Regions from separate parts of the Anas platyrhynchos genome. Here region 1 is linked to region 2. The links are chromatin contacts, called in public Hi-C maps. All regions are on one chromosome and are shown on one strand. Each heading gives the region's core, a stretch centred on a gene start, on an enhancer-like site or on the middle of the called end of the contact. The rest is flanking DNA. Distances are from core to core; before and after follow the strand shown. Region 1 holds the start of SNRNP48 (small nuclear ribonucleoprotein U11/U12 subunit 48). Region 2 holds the start of CCT5 (chaperonin containing TCP1 subunit 5).

Evidence for each region. A called contact is a pair of places that touch in the nucleus more often than the background predicts.
Region 1: a Hi-C map of subcutaneous adipose tissue shows a contact between it and region 2, with 2.5 times the contacts expected there. The contact joins the promoter of SNRNP48 here to the promoter of CCT5 in region 2. A contact is called at or near these places in 3 of 8 Hi-C or Micro-C datasets (F1 follicle, liver and subcutaneous adipose tissue).

Annotation. Positions count from the first base shown.
Region 1 is chr2:75,482,812-75,488,933 of IASCAAS_PekinDuck_T2T, forward strand. It overlaps SNRNP48 (small nuclear ribonucleoprotein U11/U12 subunit 48), which reads right to left and starts at 1,343. Exons shown (of 9, transcript XM_027451736.3): 1 at 1,145-1,343; 2 at 940-1,053; 3 at 690-750. The coding sequence starts at 1,237. It overlaps LOC106015973 (a long non-coding RNA gene), which reads left to right and starts at 6,034. Exons shown (of 4, transcript XR_001188343.5): 1 at 6,034-6,122.
Region 2 is chr2:75,317,146-75,323,462 of IASCAAS_PekinDuck_T2T, forward strand. It overlaps CCT5 (chaperonin containing TCP1 subunit 5), which reads left to right and starts at 2,246. Exons shown (of 11, transcript XM_027451742.3): 1 at 2,246-2,446; 2 at 2,800-2,860; 3 at 2,945-3,109; 4 at 3,607-3,805; 5 at 4,888-5,080; 6 at 5,782-5,931; 7 at 6,265-6,317. The coding sequence starts at 2,342. It overlaps ATPSCKMT (ATP synthase c subunit lysine N-methyltransferase), which reads right to left and starts at 2,091. Exons shown (of 5, transcript XM_027451743.3): 1 at 1,951-2,091; 2 at 1,348-1,631. The coding sequence starts at 1,629.

The sequences.
Region 1 (6,122 bases), core at 93-2,592, 160 kb after region 2:
TAAAAGTATTTTAATCTATCCCATACTTGAACTATGGGGAGGAGGGGTAAAAAAAGGAAAGGATTTCTGGGTTACAGGGATATGGAAAGACGTGTACGTACATTGGAACTCTCTCCTGTATCATTACTGTATGTCTAAACTCTAGGGCCAGTTTTTCTGCCTTATTAAAGTGCTTTTTAATGCGCTTTCTGCACTTGATGTAAGGAAGAACATAGATAAATTACCAAAGAAGAAAAAGGATTCTGTGTTTTACTATTAAAATGGCCAAGAGACCTACAGAGCAGAATTACACAATGAAAGAGGTTAAATGAATAAGGTAAAGCAAGGCAAAGCACAGTGACAAGACAAAATAAATGTATGTGATGGAAACACTCAGATTTTCTAAGATGTCTTGGAGAGTTTATGGGCAAGGTAGTGTAGTGTGCTGGTATGAGGACACAGGCTTCACCACACCTGGGGTGCTCCACACAGGCCACCCCACAGGAGCAAGGATGGTGTTAACAGGTTGCCCAGAGAGGTTGTGGTGGCTCTCTCACCTCGGAGAGGCTCAAAAGCCATTTGGACACGGTGCTGGGCACGCAGCTCTAGGCAGCCCTGCTTGAGCAGGGAGCTGGACCAGGCGACCTCCAGCATCCCCTTCTGACCTCAGCCCTGCTGCAAAGCGCCCCCACACCCACCCACCCGCTTACCCATCGCAACGCTGGGCACCTTCAGGTTTTCGTAGAAGAAGCTGGAGTCGTACATCTCAGCCTGCGGGACACAACAGCTTGGTCACAGCACAGCAGCCCTACCTCATCGTGCCGCCCGTGGCGTCCCCAACCCGCAGCCCTCCCTTGGGGTCCCCGGGGGGATCCGTGCATGGGGGCTACTTGCAGCACCAAATTTACCCTCCCCAATTCCTCCCACGATGCGGGACCCCCCCAGTAAGCCGCATCCCACCTGCTCCTGGTCGGAGTATCCCATCTTGCGGAGGCGGCAGGACGCCGCATGCCTCTCCAGCGACGCCCGGGGCACCCGGTGATGGCTGTCGTAGGGGCACAGCACCCGCTCCACCTGCCGGCCGCACACAGGTCAGCGCCCACGGACACCCCAAGCTCCCGCAACCCCAGGGAGCCCACCGCCACCGCCGCCCCCTTGCCATTACCTGGTCGCCCAGCCACACGGCGCTGCCAGCCGCCATCGCCCCCGAGCGCCATAGGGAAGGGACAGGAAGGGAAGGAGACGCCTCCGCCGCCATCTTTACTCCGGGCGCATCCCGAGATGGGGCGGCGCCATTTTGTGAGGCAGCTTCAGCCCGGCTGCTGAGGGCAGGGAGGGAGGGAGGCGCCGCTCCGCCCCGGCTCCTCCTCAGTCTGCCCCGTACCAAAGGGTGGTGCTGCACGGCACAGGGAGGGAGGGGGTGTGCGTTTCGTCTTGGCACCATCCCCACACATGCACAGCCCAAGGGACAGCGTGGGGGAGAGCCACAGAGCTGGCACATGCCCCCAGGAATCCTGTCCGCTGTTTGGCCCAAATTAAAACAGCCTTCCCTTAGATGCTGAGGACTCAATAAAACTGGAACATAAAACAAGGAAAGAACAGCTATCCTAAGAACTACATTTAATGTGATTGACAGTTTTTGCTTGCCTATTTTTGTCTTCTGTGGGAAAAGCGCATATGACTCGAAAGACGAGTCAGTGTAACAAGGCGGGGCGGGGTGGAGGAAGCACGACAGATGTAGCTGCCAGAATGACTCTTGTACATCTGCTTTCCTTAGCAGATTACAGCCATTTCTCTCCTGCACAGTGAATTTGAGACTCAGCTGGGATTTTAGCCCTCTGGGAGATTTGCTGGCTCTTGCTATGTTTGCCTGAGGATCTTTGACTTCACACGATAAAGAATACTTGGAGCTTCCCATCTGCCCTTGCCGTTTCAGCTATGCTGTAGCAGGGTGTGCTAGCTAACATTAGCTCATTTTGTCATAAGAGTAATGAGAACAGCTGGGCAAAATGGTGCTGACCACCTCCTCTCCACTGGAAAATGCTGTTTCTTCAAAATTACAAAAGTCAAGTTCAACAAAATATCAAAGCAGTTTAAAAAATAATAATAATAATAATTTGATAGAATTAAACTAAATTTATAAGTAAAAAAATATATATCAAAATAAGATTATATTTAAAAATCAAAATCAGTATAGATAATTTGCTCTGTTAAACCAGAACATTTTGTGTGATTCAAAATAATCCTTGGGTGCTTTTTTCCCCCCCTAAAATAACAGCTCCTGTGATCATTTTTCCTCTGGATTTGATTTCCTCTGGATTTTTTCCTCATGGATTTGATGAAATGGCTGAGCAACAAACCACTGGGGTGAGTGTTCTCCTTTCTAGAGCTCTGTGAGAAAAAGTCCAGTGAAGCTTCATTCCTGTGATACAGTAAATCCAGTTACGAGGCCGCCAGTGCACAGACCACAGTGGGGCCTGGGCTAAGATTAAGCCTCTGAAATAGGTTTACAAGAAAACCGAGGACAAAAGGTGAGCCAAGGCCTTTAAAAAGTACATCGGGATACTGTGAAGCAGCTCCACGACACAGCAAGTCAGTGTGCAGCCTCACAGGGATCCTCTGCGGCAGCACCGAGCGCCCCACACCACTGTGCCAACTGAAGTGGTGACAACGCTCTGGGAGGGGATGCTCCAGCTGGTCCTTGGGTAGGGCTCCCAAAAACTGGAGGACAAGATTTTAGGTTCAGCAGTGCCTTGAGAAGTGGCTGCAATCACAGTGCATCCCAGGGATGCCCTCAGGGCAGCTGTGAAAGCTGCTGTGGCTCTTGCTGCATTTGTCACTTTGGGGCACGAGAGGATAAGGTACTTCCATGAGCCACTTTCCCAGCTCACAAAAATTCACAGCACTGCTTTCCCTCACAGGCAACAGCACACTTACATTGGTTTCCCATCAAATGGGATGTGAGATCACCACAGACTTTCAGCTACATAGCCTTTTGTGGCTGATTCCTGCCTGTGGCATACCCTCCTCTGCACGCTAGGACCATGCTGGCTGCAGGCCAGCAGCTTTGTGAGTCTGTGGTTGAACGACACGGCTGATAACACACCATTGAGTTTAACGCATATCTGCCTCCGCGGTCCCTTCTGAGGAGGAGAGAGGAAACAACACAGCTGCATTTCCCCACGCAGAACAGCCTCCCAGAAGGGGGTACGTGAACACAGCCTGCCCCCCTTGCAGTGCTGCAGTGCTGAGTATGCTGGGAATCTGGTGCTCTTTCTGGGCAATATTGATCTCCCGAGGAAGTCTCTGCAGGAACCGGCCCCAAATACCCTCACAGTGCAGCAGAACAATCCGAAACTGCAGGATATGCAGAAGGCACAACAGGGAAATAGCGCATACATTATGGCAGCATAAAGGCTGTACAGCACTCCTGGGGAACTCCATAAGTGTACCACCTCTCCTCCTCCTCCAGATACAATTTATACTGCTAGAAAATCCAGCTGCTTACACATCTGATACCCTCTGATACTGCTCATACAGCCCAAACCTTTCTGATGGTCATGCACCACAGGTAGGAGGCTCATTCGGAGAGACAAAACCCTTCCTCACACAGATCACACAGGGAGGAGCATCCCTCACCCATGGCTTGTGTTTTTATTCATTCACTGATAACAAAACCTTGCAGGCACTCTGCAGCCTTTTAAATATGTATTTAGAAGCATATTGGCTCCTTGAACAAAATGATTTGTTTCCAGTGTAGCAGAGAACAGGCTTTTCATATTTAACATTCCCTCTATTGCTTAGATTCATTCTTAGAGGTGTATTGTGTTAAAAGTTTCTTCTAGAAAAACAAACAAACAAAACCCACAAAACACCACCACCAACAAAAACCCATGAAATCTCAAACTATTCATTCTTTTTAACATGCTTCTGGTAAAGAGAATTTAAATAAGCATTTTAACACCCTTTTTAGGCCTTGCCATGGTGTACTTGCATGTTTCTGGAAAGGGAAAGGTCCAGGGAGCAAGGGAAAGCAAGCTGAAAGATGAAAAGATGCTTCTTGGGACTACTCAAAGGCCAAAATGGAAACAGCCTGGCTTATAGCTCCAGGCAGCCCATGCTGGCTTGGCAGGTAGAAAAGACAGCTTTTGACCTGCAACTAGAAAAGATTTGTGCCGGGCCCCACCTCAAGATACCTGGCAAAGTTACAAGCTAGCACAGGGCTTGGAGTGAGCAGCCTTCTCCTGGCAGCCACCAACATGTCCTGAAGCTGGGGCGTGCTCCACCAGGGCATAAAACTCATTTTCTCCAGGGAAGATGTGGTGCCTAGGCTGATAACCCAGGGTTCACTCAGCAAACTACTGAACTAGACAGAGATTTTGTCAGGAGAGAGCACACAGGCACCTGAGTTTCATTTTTTGGTCAGTGCAGCTATTGCTCCCTGCTCTCCTAGACTTCAGCTAAGATGCCACGCTCCAAATCCATAGCACGGGCTCAGCTGGATCAACCTTGTTATCTGCAGGGACACGAGGTGAGCTTCTCTAGCAGGCGTGAATCAAATTAGAGAAATATTCTTCACGGCATAAGCAGACTCCTCAAAATTCCTCATGCCAGATCTGTTATCAGAGATTAATTTCCATCATTTGCTGTCTGAGTTCCAGCTTTGCTGCCCTTCCAGGTCACCCCCAGCCCTGGTGTGGGGCAGAGCAGGTGCTAATGGTAAGCAGAGAAGTCGGAGATTGCTCTCAGGCCTCATTATTTCCTCTGCCAAGGGAGCCCAGCTGGTTTATTCGTTCAGCTGTGTACCACCCAGAGCCTGCTATGGGTCCCTGGCTCCCACATCGTACTGCTTGCTGTTTTTTACCTTAGCCCCATTCACAATTACAGCCCAAGGTGTATTTTACAAACTGCACTAGGCTGGACACTCCAAAATTGATTTACAGGTGGCAGCTCTAGCACCCGCTAATGCCTTATTGATTCCTCTTTTTGTGTCTCCTGTGATCTCCGGTGGAGGCAGCAGATTTAGATCAGTGGATCAGATTGGCATGACCCTTATCTTTAAAGATAAAGAATCTGAAAGCTTGGAGTTGCCCCCGCATGTCAGATTTACACGGAGCCTGCATGCCAACCTGTGCTTGCACATGGCGACAAGAGGTATCGCTGCAGGAGTACTGCCAGAAAACAGCCTCGCATGATGGACCTGGAAACTCACTGAAAGCGGGTGGAAGCAAATCCAACCTCCTCCTGTGTGCTGAAGCTTTAACGTGGGTGGGTTTGCTCCTGCGTGGACTTTTCTGCATAAGCCCTCACACCTTCACGGCTGCTGCACTGTGATCTTTGGCCCTTTTTGTGCTCCTGCTTTGCGAGGAGCTCTCCAGCCAGGCAATGCCTGCTGCCTGCTCAGCGCTGAGGTTGCTCACCTGCCTCCTCCTCCCGAATTGTTCTGCTTCCAGCACGTTAATTTGGTTAATGCCCTCAATGATAAAGCATCGTGCCCTACATGCTCTCGGTGTGGCGACCCTTGTGGCATGGGGTTGCTTGTCCTCAATGCTGAGTAGGAGGGAAGGGTGTGCAGTCTTTCCAAAACCACACAAATGAGGTCTAATTGATTTTTTTCTCCCACAGAGGTGAGACCCAACGATTTACCCATCTGCTTGCCATTTCCATGCACCAGTCTTCCTGGGGTGGCTTGACAGCCAGAGCTGGAGGTGAGGCTTTGTAGCACGCCCCACCAGGAGCTTGATCTCTGCCGAGCAGAGGTGTCAGCCCTGGAGGCAGCTCCCTGCTGGTGAATGTGGGCCGAGAGCCCTCAACGCCCCCAGAAAGCAGGGGCTGAGCGTCCAGTCAGGCAGGGGACAGCAGATAACACACAACCAACTCTGAAAATGTGTGTCACTGCCTCTCTGCTTCATTTCCCACAGTAACAGCAGCAAGGGCTAATGGATGAAATATTTGTTAATTTGTTACTTGGCCCAAAAAGTGTTGCCCGAGCGAGGAGCACGGTGCGTTTCCCTCCCTCTGTGCATGTACCTGGGGCTGCAGCCACAGGCTGCTGCTGCTCTGAGCGCTGCTGTCACAGCTTGACACCAGGCCTTTGTCCCTGGGTCGCTGCTGCCCATGCCTGGCGTGCGTTGGTAGGATTT
Region 2 (6,317 bases), core at 996-3,495:
ATTTATATATATGTATATATATAGGTGCCTACATATGTAGATATATATGGAACTGGAATAAAATATGCAGTAACTAGTCAAATTAGTTGTCTCGGATAAGGGTCAAGAGCCAGAATGCTGAGTAGAGAGGACATCAGAAATTGCAGTTCTCTTGTACCTATGTGCTTGCTTTTCCCTAGGTCTTACTTAGGTGCAATTTGTTCACAGATTTGGATCTCCAACTGCAGCATGGACAGATGGTCAAATCGTTCACATGAAATATGGACAATGGCAGTATTCAAGAAAGATCTTGCTTGTTTCCGTCAACAACCCACTTAATGCACCATCCTGTTAAGCAGGTGCTTTAAAAATAGTACCCAAAGCACTACAACTACAAAAAAAAAAAATAAAAAATTCTCTGCAGCACCCTCCCTCACCACCACTTTTGACAAATGGAAGGTCTGGGCAATGCCCTGAAAGCACAGCATCACTTTGGCTACCCAGAAATTTCCCCCCAGACCTCCCTAACTTCATTTTGAATCTATTTCTGCCCCAAAACTCCACAGCAAGCTGTTGAGTTCAATCTTAAAATAATTTTGCAGTGGGTTGGATGAATCCTAACTTTGCCACATAATGATAAAGACCAGAAACTGACACTGAAAAATAGGTGTTACAATACTAAAAACATTTGAAGCCAGTGAATTTGCCTGTCCTCTATCCTAATTTCCATACAGAAAAAGCCTTGAACTAGCTTCTGTATTGAAAGTCTGCTGAGAGCAGAGAAGTCTTTCCACAGTTGTTTCCTACCATTCAGTTTTGCAGTGGCTCTGGTTTACCACATTCATGCTGAAATGGGGCAGCCAGAAGTGTACAATGGCATTAAGACTACAGTTTTAATGATACCATGATATTTATTTTTGTAATCCATCATTCCTTTCTCATCTTTTTTTGTTCTTCTGTCACTTTTATGCAGTAATCATAGAGCTGCAGCTCCAAAAGCAGAGGGTTATTTAAGCTCACAGCCTCACATGCTGCAGCTATAAACCTATGTGGAATACAGCTCTCTGGAAAACACAGTGCCAATCCTTTAATTACATCTTTTTATGTGAACGCAGTGCAATGCCTCCCAAGCGACAAGATGAGGTTATGATTTGGGATGCTACTTTGTCAAGCTGAGAGTAAGGCAGGAACAAAACTATCGATTGTTCACCTAAACTAAACGTAAACCATTCTCAGGCTTTGCATAAAGCTTGGTAAAATACAATGGGTGTGAAGGAAAACGTTTGTAAATATGACAAAGCAGAGGCCAGGAGTGGAGTATTTGCTGCTTTTCTGAGGTAGAGAAGGAAGGAGACGTCTGTAACTTACAACACGGCCATCCCCGCTGCCAATGTCAGCTAGAGAGCCGCTTCTGCCCTGCAACATTTTCAGGACATTCTGGATCTGCGCTGAGGTGGCGGGGACGAAGGGCAGGCAGACCTTCCTGAGGGCCGGCACCAGGAAGGGGGTGACCACGGCGTACAGGGCCACCAGCACCCCACCAACTGCGCCCGTGGCCAGCAGCCCCCACTGCCTTCTTCTGGAGGGCTCCTCAGGGCTTCCTTGCGCGAGTGGAGCGGGGCTCTCGGCCACCAGTGCTTTGGACGCCATGCCTGCGGACAAAGATTAACAGGGGGATGGCTTCACTGAGGGATTAACGGGCAAAATATTATGATGTGACACGTGTAATGCAAGGGAGGTGCTTAAACACTTCATTTGATTCTAATAGCTTAAAAAAAGTTAAATTATTGCATATAAGAGGCTGAGGTACTAGGTTTATTGCTCATTAAGAAAAAGAGGAAAAGACATCTTCCCCCCCCTCACCGACCCCACACCCCACAATGAGGGACTCCCACCACCGGCGGCCGTATTTATGGAAGAGGACCCTACCACCCCTCTACGGCGGGGGGGATACGGGAGGAGGGCGAGCACCTTTCCGCACACGCTGAAGAGCAGATCCGCACGGCACCCTTCGGCAGCGGGGCTGTCCTTCCTTATTCTCTTCCCGTCACCTCGCTGCGGCCCGCCTGGCGCCCGAATTGCGCCTAATCGCAATCCCCACCCCCCCCCCGGCGCCGCGCCGATGGACGGGGCCGCGAGCGCCGCGCAGCGCCCGGAGCCCCCCGGCCGCTTCCAGAAAGCTCCGCGGCGGGCGCCACATAAGTTCCCCCCGCGAAATGTGTCGCGGGGTGGCCCTGTGCGCATGCGCGGTGCCGCCGGCGGGCTGAGCGCGTGACGTCACGGCGCGGCGTGCGGGGCGGGTGCGGCTCGTGCTCGGGTGGCCGTTGGGAGTGGTTGGGGGCCGTTGGGAGCCGCCGCAGCCATGTCGGCCATGGGGACGCTGGCGTTTGATGAGTATGGGCGGCCCTTCCTCATCCTCAAGGACCAGGAGCGCAAGACGCGCCTCATGGGGCTGGAGGCGCTCAAGGTGAGCGGGGTGGGGGGGCTGGCAGGCGGCGGCGGGGCCCTGCCGGGGATGGCCGCCACACGCGGCCGGGGGGAGCCGTGCGCTCGGTTTTCCTACGTGAGCCTTAAACGTGCGAGTGAGTTGTTCTTCTATCAGCCTTACCTCTATATGTGACAAAAAGGCTCGTGAAATACCTAATCTAAAAGCCATGTGCTTGTGTAGGTCTTTTTCCAGTCATAGTTCTCTGTTGCTGCTTAAAATAACATTTGCAATACTTAACTACCACAATATAACAGTTTTTCTCTATATATCTTAGCTTAATACTGCTATTTGTGGACGCAAAATACTGATTTAACTTTTCCATTCTTTTATAGTCTCACATAATGGCAGCAAAGGCTGTGGCAAATACCCTGAAAACATCCCTCGGGCCCAACGGTAATAAATCACTTCAATTATTTCTACTTACTAATGTTTTTTTCAGGGGTTTCTAGATTTGTCCTCACGTTCTGTCTTTTTCAGGCTTGGATAAAATGATGGTGGACAAAGATGGTGAGGTGACAGTAACCAATGATGGCGCTACCATCCTGAATATGATGGATGTGGACCACCAGATTGCCAAGCTCATGGTGGAGCTGTCTAAGTCTCAAGATGATGAGATTGGGGATGGAACTACAGGAGTCGTTGGTAAGAAAAGATTTACATTTAGTTTGGCATTTCTAGTTTTAAAGCCAAGTTTCTTAAACTATTTTAAGAAATCACTTATAGAGTGACAGAGGCTTTTCTGAAGCACGTTTTTAGAGTATTTACTGCGTCAGTATTCTTTTTTATTTCATCTGTTTGGAGTTTTTTTAATCCAAAAGGTGCTTTTGTGTCTCTCTTAAAGTATGGCAGCATTTGAAGTTAGTGTTGGAAGGCCTCTTTGTACTTTCAGAACTCTTTGCATAATTTTCTTCCGTAGTGATCTTAGTGTCTCCTGTGCTTGTACAGTCTCAATGCAGTCTTCTTTCTCAGTAAGTAGGGCACTGATGGTATTATTATTACTGATATTATTACCTAATAAACCTCACACTGGTACTGCAGAATAAATCCAAAAGTATACTTCTTAAGCTTTTGATAATGTATAATACAGGATGCCTCCATCTGTGCGAGAATGAACGTTATTTAAAAATTTTGTTTTACAGTTCTGGCTGGAGCACTGTTGGAACAGGCTGAGCAGTTGCTGGACCGTGGTATTCACCCCATCAGAATAGCGGATGGTTACGAGCAGGCAGCTCGCATTGCTATTGAGCATCTCGACAAAATCAGTGACAGCTTTCCAGTTGACCCACAGAACATAGAGCCTCTGATCCAGACAGCCAAGACAACGCTAGGCTCTAAAGTGTAAGTTCACAAAACCTTAGAGAATATTTACAAATGTTTATATTTTCCATACATACATGAAAATTTACAAATACTTATATTTTCCACTTAAGTTGAAAGGAGAAATCCTTGATGCTTTGATGAATTATTAAGTTATTACTAGAGTGCCTGCTCTTTAATGTTTCTTTGATTTTGGCTGCTTTCTCAATGGACTCTTATCTCAGGATAAGAAACTGTGAAACCCTTGTTCTCTAAAGGGGCAACTCCATTAAGTTAAACAGCTGCAAAATCAATTTCATTCTACCTATTTTATTCTGTGTTTGTGCATCATAGCAAGTGCAAACTGTGTAAAAGTTAGCTACCTGTTTGTTCTCTCTCTCTCTTTACCCAAAAAGACATGTAGTGGTAGTTACTGGTTCCATAAGTGCATTTTTATTAAAATATACAAATCTAAATTAAGATCTTGGGGGTGAAAGTGAGCTTTCCATTTGTACTGTAACATTTATTTGCTATATAGTATGGAGTAAATGAGCATCAGTGTCATTTCCCAGTTTTATTTCTTGGGACAGTTTTTGTCTGTCTTTCTTTGGGCATTAGCTTTCTAAGATATTGTGGAGTTAATACCTAAAATTATAGGAAACGCATGAGAGAGAGTTAAAACAGAAAAGTACAGAGAGGGATGTCTCTCATTTTTAATTACTGTGGGCCTGTTTTTGCAAAGTGCAGTTTATGATTGCAGTATCTTTTGACATGTTGTAAGAGCTTCCTGTGCAGACCTGTCTTAACATTGGTTTCTGGGACTAGAGTATTTTGAGTAGTAGTTAGTTCTCCTTGCTTGTTTCAAATCTGTGTCTTGCAATTGTGTTCATGAAGACATGTGTTCTGGTTTCTGTCATGTTTGGCATGTTCAGGTGAACCAGTGAGCAGGACGCCCTCTCTTCATACAGCAAACAAGCTATTAGTAATACTAATATGTATATATATATATGTATCTGCACATACATATATATACACACATATATTATATTTCATATTGACAGAGTCAATTTCTTTCTTCTGAACTGTATACATGTAACACATCTTCCTTGTACTCTTTTATTTAGAGTTAACCGCTGTCACAGACAAATGGCAGAAATTGCTGTGAATGCTGTACTGACAGTAGCAGATATGGAACGTAAAGATGTTGATTTTGAGCTGATCAAAGTGCAAGGCAAAGTGGGAGGTAGACTGGAAGATACGCAGCTGGTTAAAGGAGTGATTGTGGATAAAGATTTCAGTCATCCGCAGATGCCTAAAGTAAGTGAACACTCTGGTTGTCATCTGTAACAGTTTGAATGATTCTGCATAGAAATAGACCAAAAATGCTGTTCTAGCATTGCAGCATTTAAACTTGTTGCTTCACTCATGTATCAACAGAGGAAGGGAAGAGGAGTATTATTCTTCGTTGGACAGGACCAACTTAGAATTCACAAGTGTCTTGAGAAGTGATTGGGGAGATGATTACTGCACAAGGAAGTGAGAACAAGCATAGAGTGCAAGTCCTTTGTAGAGAGTAATGCAAAGAACTGTGTTAGAATTGAGAACCAAATGTTAGTGTACTGATTTTTAACGCAACTCAGTACCACGAAGCTTGTACTGTTACACTCTATGAGTTGGAGTGTTGTCCTGTTTGGAACACCATAGAAGTAGTATTTTCAATGGTCACAGTAGGTAGGAGGTTTTTTTTTGTTTTTTTTTTTTAAATAATTTAATACTTAAAATAACTGGTAAAGATTGAGTGCTTAAACAGTGTCTTGAAGCTGTGGAATTTCTTTTGAATTAGTTAGATTTTTTATAGAAGTGTGTGGCTGTTAGTTAAAACTTCAGAAAGAGTCAAGTGATCTTCAAGGTTCTTTCTGTCTCTCCCTTTTTAACAACAATGTCTTGTGTATTGTGCAAATAAAAGAGGTGTTACTGTGCAACCTTTTAATTTTATTTTATTTTATGTTAATGTACAGGAGCTCAAAGATGCTAAAATTGCAATCCTTACTTGTCCATTTGAACCACCTAAGCCCAAAACCAAGCATAAGCTTGATGTCACATCTGTGGAAGATTACAAGGCACTGCAGAAGTACGAGAAGGAGAAGTTTGAAGAAATGGTGAAACAGGTGAAGTGTTCAATGTTACTTCTCTGTTCTGTAATTTTTCATAGCCTTTACACAAAACAGCATAATGCATTGATTTATTTCTGCAAATGAGCTACTAATCCAGATAAGAGGCAGCATACAAGGAATTGTAAGGCTGTGAGTGAAAGTTAAGTTTATGGAAGTAATAGATAACACTCTAGTTTGAAATGTACTTTCAATTCTGTATATGCCAGTTATACAGGTACGTGCCTTCTTCAGAGAGTTCTATTTTGAGAAAAGTGCAATTAAAACTGTTAAACTTGTCTTCCTTTCTGTGTTAGTGCTGATCAGCAGATTGTTGTGTGTTGATTTCAGATAAAAGACACTGGTGCAAACCTTGCTATTTGCCAGTGGGGTTTTGATGATGA